Linked DNA regions of Sus scrofa: region 1 is linked to region 2. A link is a contact called in public HiChIP or PLAC-seq data. All regions are on one chromosome and are shown on one strand. Each heading gives the region's core, a stretch centred on a gene start, on an enhancer-like site or on the middle of the called end of the contact. The rest is flanking DNA. Distances are from core to core; before and after follow the strand shown.

Evidence for each region. HiChIP or PLAC-seq counts read pairs in DNA pulled down with a chosen protein or histone mark.
Region 1: a contact with region 2 is called in an H3K27ac HiChIP or PLAC-seq map of skeletal muscle. The contact joins two enhancer-like sites. A contact is called at or near these places in 1 of 47 Hi-C or Micro-C datasets (embryonic fibroblasts) and 2 of 2 datasets of contacts at active chromatin or transcription factors (alveolar macrophages and skeletal muscle).

What each region holds. Positions count from the first base shown.
Region 1 is chr10:27,311,378-27,314,363 of Sscrofa11.1, reverse strand. The region is part of intron 5 of C10H9orf3 (aminopeptidase O); the gene reads left to right. Among named protein-coding and RNA genes, the nearest start is that of C10H9orf3, 160 kb to the left of the region's middle. Within about 2 kb of position 1,648, at least 21 of the 83 cell types and tissues checked have an H3K27ac peak or open chromatin away from gene starts, as enhancers often do. A contact at or near this core is called in skeletal muscle, where this site is marked.
Region 2 is chr10:27,107,764-27,110,806 of Sscrofa11.1, reverse strand. The region is part of intron 14 of C10H9orf3 (aminopeptidase O); the gene reads left to right. Among named protein-coding and RNA genes, the nearest start is that of MIR23B, 29 kb to the right of the region's middle. Within about 2 kb of position 1,601, at least 42 of the 83 cell types and tissues checked have an H3K27ac peak or open chromatin away from gene starts, as enhancers often do. A contact at or near this core is called in skeletal muscle, where this site is marked.

The DNA.
Region 1 (2,986 bases), core at 399-2,898, 200 kb before region 2:
CTACATTTCACACACAATGGTATGATTCAGTTTTTTTTTTTTAATTTTATAATATGTTGCCGTTAAAGTCAGCTATGTCTTTGCAGAGACGTTTTTCTTTTTTTTAAGCGAACACAACAGGACAAAGATCGATCCTCAACACTAGTGTGGCTTTGATTTGAGGTGCTTTGTAGCATTCCAAGGTGATTTCTAGACTCTTGCAGTAAAATTGCTTAGGAATAAAGTGACATTTTATGAAATTCTCATTTTCCAACACTTTCATTAACCCATGCTTGGGTAACTTTCTAGTTTCTAATATTAATTTTCAACTATTTTGATCCACGGCTAATCAGCGCTTAATTAGGGTGAAGACCACAGTCTGGGGAAGAAAGAGAAAATCCTTATTGTTTAGAAAATCTTTAAATAAGAAGTCCGGGAGAACAGTTCTTGATTTTACATGTAGAGACGTTAATCAGAAGCAATAAACTGTGCGCTGACGACATGTTTAAAACAAACCAGGACTTAGGAAAAAACAGGAAATTTGACCAAACAACTCTTCCTAGTAACAGGTTCTGTGTGTCTTTGTTAAGATCATCACAGCTTGTTTTAATAATCTTTTTCGACTTCCTTTCCAAAATTTGACGTTCTATTTCTTTGCAGTTTTATATACAGCTCTCATTTACTAAGCACTTTTCACTTCAAACTGGCTTCCTGTAATAGAGGAATTGCAAATGAAAGGAATCGATAATGAAATTGTAATGCTGCATTTTAATCCCTAGGCAAATTGGTGTTATAAACTGCTAATTAAAGGAGTCTTTTGCCCGGATAGTGCTTAAACAGCCTTCAAGTCCAGCTCTTAATTGGTAACATTACCTGGCATTTTGTAGAATGAGAATACCTTTTGCTTATCATTCTTAAGCTTCTTCTTATAGTCTTAATTTTAAACTTGACCCTTTCTTGGCATCGTAATGCAAGAAACCATTCCCATTTAATCTGGGACAGCTGCATTTGTTTAGATACTATACGCTTAAGTTCTCACAGAAATTCTGACCTGAAACGGACAGATGTTTGAACTCCTATGTAAAAATCTATTCTAAACATTCTGGGCTACTGCTAGACAGGAATGCCAAACATTTCCAACCACAAATTATACTTGATAATAACCACCTTGATAGCAGAAAGCAGCAGACCCCCAGTTCCATTACATGATCTGCAGGAAGATAACAGGTCTTTGGCGTCTGAGGTTCGATTGGCTATATTCATATTCACAGCTGCTGAAGGCCAGTGCAGATGGCATCGTTGTGAAAATTAGAGACTATCAAATCATACACAGAAATTCTCTGGGCACAAAAATGTGTCCTCCCTTCTCCACGTAACTGGACCAGAGCTGAGAATGGCTGACTGTGAAGCAGGAGCACGCCAAAAAACCGAGCAGGCTGAGTACACAGAAAGCCATATGGCTCAAGGAAATGGACACTCGTTTCCTTTTAAAGTTTCTGAAATCAGCGTATTCCTGAAGAACCATTTAAATAAGCTCCCCAGCATGTTTTATTTTATGAAATGCGGGGCATGCCGGTTATGAAACGGGAACCCTGAAATGTGATACATCCATCTTAACCAGCTCAGGGTTTTATTCAATTCTTCAAGCCCTAATCCTATTAACTCTCATGCACAAAGGAAATGCAGGGCTCCGCTCTCTGATGATTCTGCCCAGGCCTCATGGCATTAGTAAGCCAAGTCTTGCATTTTACAAATGAAGCTTATTGGTTGATTAAAAATATAACAAGCATCAGTGAAGCCACTTTTCAAAAAGAATGTTTCAGATTGTTTGCTTTAAGAAAAGCCGGTAGAAGAGATCAATGGCTTCAGTTTTTAGTTTGAGGAATTTTTTTTTTTAAAGCCGTTCACTTGAATATGCAGATTTTTTTGGTGTGATGCACATTAAATTTATATGGCTTTTGAAAATCATATCTTTGGTTTTACAAATAAAGTTCATTGGTTGATTAAAAATGCAAGCAGCATCCATGTAACTAACTACTGTTCAAAAAGGATTTTTTTTTAAGACTGTTTATGTAAGGGGTTTTGAGGGGTTTGATGATTCATAATCAGTTTATGAAATGTGAAGATTTTTTTAAAAGCAACTTAAGTCAGAATTTTAATGTGAAATGCATTAACCTTATTTCTGGCTAGACGTCCTTTGGACGTAGATCTAACCCAGCAAAATACCAAGATCTGATTATGATGCTGTTGGGAGTTAATCTCATTGTAGTGAACATGAGCTAATAACTCATTAGTCCATATTATATTATATACTTTTCAGTCTGTGGCCTGCTGTTTTGATTAAATTTAGTTCCTACCATTCAGATTGGAAACAGCAAAGTCTTCCTGTTACTACCTATCAAGTTTATAAAGCCTTGCTCTGAAAGCTTGAACAACTTGAGATCACCATTACTTACACAGTTTTATCCAGTGTAAAATTCTATCTCTAGGAGTACCCATCGGGGCTTTGCAGTAACAAACCCAACTAGTATCCATGCAGGTTTGATCCCTGGCCTTGCTCAGTGGGTTAAGAATCTGCCGTTGTTGTGAGCTGTGCTGTCGGTCGCAGATTGGGCTCAGGATCTGGCAATGTTGTGACTGTGGCATAGGCCAGCATCTGTAGCTCCAATTCACCTCCTAGCATGGGCACTTCCATATGTCTCGGGTGTGGCCCTAAAAAGCAAAATAAAATAAAATAAAATACTATCTTTACTGTAAAATCAAAGGGGATATCTGCATCCATCTATTTCTGTTGAGAAATACTGGCTACTTCCAGGTGGCGAGCTATGGTCAGCACAGCCTGCCCTGTGCTGCAAGGGCCTGGAATGTCTAGCCATTTCGGTTTACATAACAGTTTCACTGGGGTGTTTGCTTTCAGATGTCACTTCAATGTCAGCCTCAGCAGTCCACACATAAGTCTGCCTGTTCCCCAGGATTGGCGAAGGAAAAGAAAGTATTTTATCCAAGG
Region 2 (3,043 bases), core at 352-2,851:
GTTGACAAGAGGATTGCATTTTATGTCCTTTAAATACTATGTTTTGTATCAAATTGCATATAGTTTGGGTAAGTTTTATAAAAGTGAGGGAAATGTTAGCACATGAAAATTTGACCCTTATGATGTGACATGAGAATGATTTAGGCCAATGAATTGTTTCAGATACTCTCTCTTGGTGGCGTCTGTTTTGGTCACTGGGTGTCACTTTTGGAAGCACCACCACCGAACTATGGCTCAGAAGTGTGATTTGATTTTTTTTTTTTTTCATCTGTAGCTTTTACAATTGTTTTCCCCCAAGTATAGTAAATACACCTTTTTTTCTGTGTGAAGTGAATTATGTGAATATTTGCTTCTGTTTGACTTTTTCTAGAACTTGACTATAGACATATTCCCTAAAGATGTTTGATAATCAGAAATAACTGACTATGCTAGATAAATATACCTATTGATTGTTTTATTTTGAAGAAAATTGTTTTGACTTGGCAGTTCTTTAAGATGTCTTGTTTTTCTTCACCATGGAAAGGATGGTTTTTCTTTTGTAAGTTTGTTTTTCAGTTTGGTTTTAGAAGCAGCTCAAATCAGTTCTGTTTCTCCTCTATCCAGGTTACAGTTTTAAAGTCCTTTCCTAATATCATGATATTCGCATTGCCAACAACTCTCGAGCAGACACTTGCCTGTGTAACATGTCACATGATTCCTTTTTGTCACTTAAACATGTTTGTCATTAGAAAAGTGACAGATGGGAGTTCCCGTCGTGGCGCAGTGGTTAACGAATCTGACTAGGAACCATGAGGTTGCGGGTTTGGTCCCTGCCCTTGCTCAGTGGGTTAACGATCCGGCGTTGCCGTGAGCTGTGGTGTAGGTTGCAGATGCGGCTCAGATCCTGCGTTGCTGTGGCTCTGGCGTAGGCTGGTGGCTACAGCTCCGACTTGACCCCTAGCCTGGGAACCTCCATATGCCGCGGGAGCGGCCCAAGAAATAGCAAAAAGACAAAAAAAAAAAAAAGAAAAGTGACAGATGAAAGAAGATCTATACTAACATGGTCCTGGTCAGGGTTTGGGGTGGGCAGAGTCAGCTCACCAGAGTTCTGATTCTCAGGATTTGGGGTTTGGGGATTGTGAGGAAGAAGAACGCTTTTGTTTTGAGAATCTCCATGGATTCTATCTCAGTTTTACCCCATTTTCAAAGCTCATCGTATGAAAACTCAGACAACCCAAGATTTTTACTTACCGTGTTTTATTTTGGTTCAGAGCAGTGTCTGCAGGATACCTTGGTTTAAAGTTCTGTCTTGTGTCCTGTTGTCGGAGTTCCTCGTGGCCCTTCGTGGGAAGACCTATGAATGGGAACAGTTTGCTGTCACACCTGTGCTCTGTGGGGGCACTTGAGGGTGTAGAGTGGGGTGGGTGTGTTTTCTGGGAAGAGTAGAAGGGAATTTGTTAGACTTCTGGGGAAGGCTGATTTAAAGGACACTTTATATCTGTGGGATTACCTTTTTAATCCAAGGGGCCATGGAGAACCGCTGTCTCTTTTGTACCTCTGTGCCAGAAAATGTGTGACTTCCAAAGGTCAGCCACCCCAATTCTGGTTTGGACCCTCCATGTAGCCAGCGTCCAGGAGAATTTGAGGTTTTCCTCCCTCCCCCATTTCTTCTGTTTTTGTTCAGTGTAAACAGTTCCTGCCGTAGTAACATCGACAAATATAGCAGAGAATGCTTTTCTGGACGAAGAATGCTCCCTAAGCATTTTTTAACCATTTTTGGGAAGAATCGATCTTTCCGTGTATTTCAGACCAGCTGAAAGAGAGGGAGGCCGTCGCTGTAAATTGAAGTGACATCATATGTATTGCCCCCATTGATCCGCTGTTAGTCTCCAGCCAGGATAAAAGGAAGCGGCATCAGGGAGGAAGCATGCTTCATTTAGGCACAGATCCCAGAGTGCTAATGGGGTAATAATAGAACTCACGCCACTGTCAGTCGGTGGCTGCATCAGTCCCGGGCTCACCCCCGTCTGGGAGCCTCTCCGAGGAGGCTGCCTTCGTGTGCGGCTGCAGCGCCAGCTGGGCTGCGAGGGGAGGTGCCCTCCTTTGCTTTAGGAGGGGTGCGGCCGGGGGCCTCGGACGTGCGCGTGCCCCAGCTTCCTGCGTCTGTCCTGCTTGTGGAAGGTCAGTGTGCAAGGCGTCGGGGACATTTTCTGCCCTCGGAGGCCAGCTGGCCCTTTCAGGGTGGCGCTACAGCGAGAGAACCGGTGGAGGGGCCTCCATTGTGTGGGTGGTCTTCGGGGAGCCAGGAGTGAGTGAAGCCCCCGGGACAGCCCTACGCGGCCTCTTAGGCTTCTAGAAGAATCAGGGTTCCTTTTCTTTGTGCTGCTTGTAGACTGGGAGGTAGGGGTACGGGGGGGTGGTGTTGGAAGAATCCATACTTTCTTTCCAAGATTGTATGTACCAACTCTTGAGAACTGTTCAGACTTGTGCGGCTTGCCTCAACTCTTATGTTGACTGGGAAAAATTACGAGGTAGACTTTTTTTACCCCCCCCCCTTTGCATTTCTGGGTAATTAGCAACCATGGAATCCTCCCTGTTTAGAGCAAGAACACAGACTCCTAAAGTCTTAGCACATCTCATTGTAGTGACTTGACCTCCTCAGGTCTTCTGTGTGTTGGGCGCGAGTACGTTTCCCACTGTTGTGAAGTTCTCTGTTTCCAGTACCCACATGACTTTGGCACCCCATTCTTATTTTGTCTAAGTTTCTGAGGCAGATGCAATTTAAAAATACCGAGCTGGTTTCCATATGGAAAAAATAATAACCTCATCATGAATTCCTTGTTTGTGCAAAGGAAAAAGAACTTTCTATTCCTGTCACTGTTGAACTGTGGGTGTGAGTGCTACTAGACCCTCAGAAATAAAGGCAAATTCTTTTTATAATGTTCACAGGAGCTGCCTTCTCAGGAGATAATGCTCCGAAGCATGTGCTTTGTTTTTCTTAATCACTCCATAGTGTGCCTGGTAGCGGTGTCTTGTCTGCTGCCCCCATACAACCGTGTTAAAC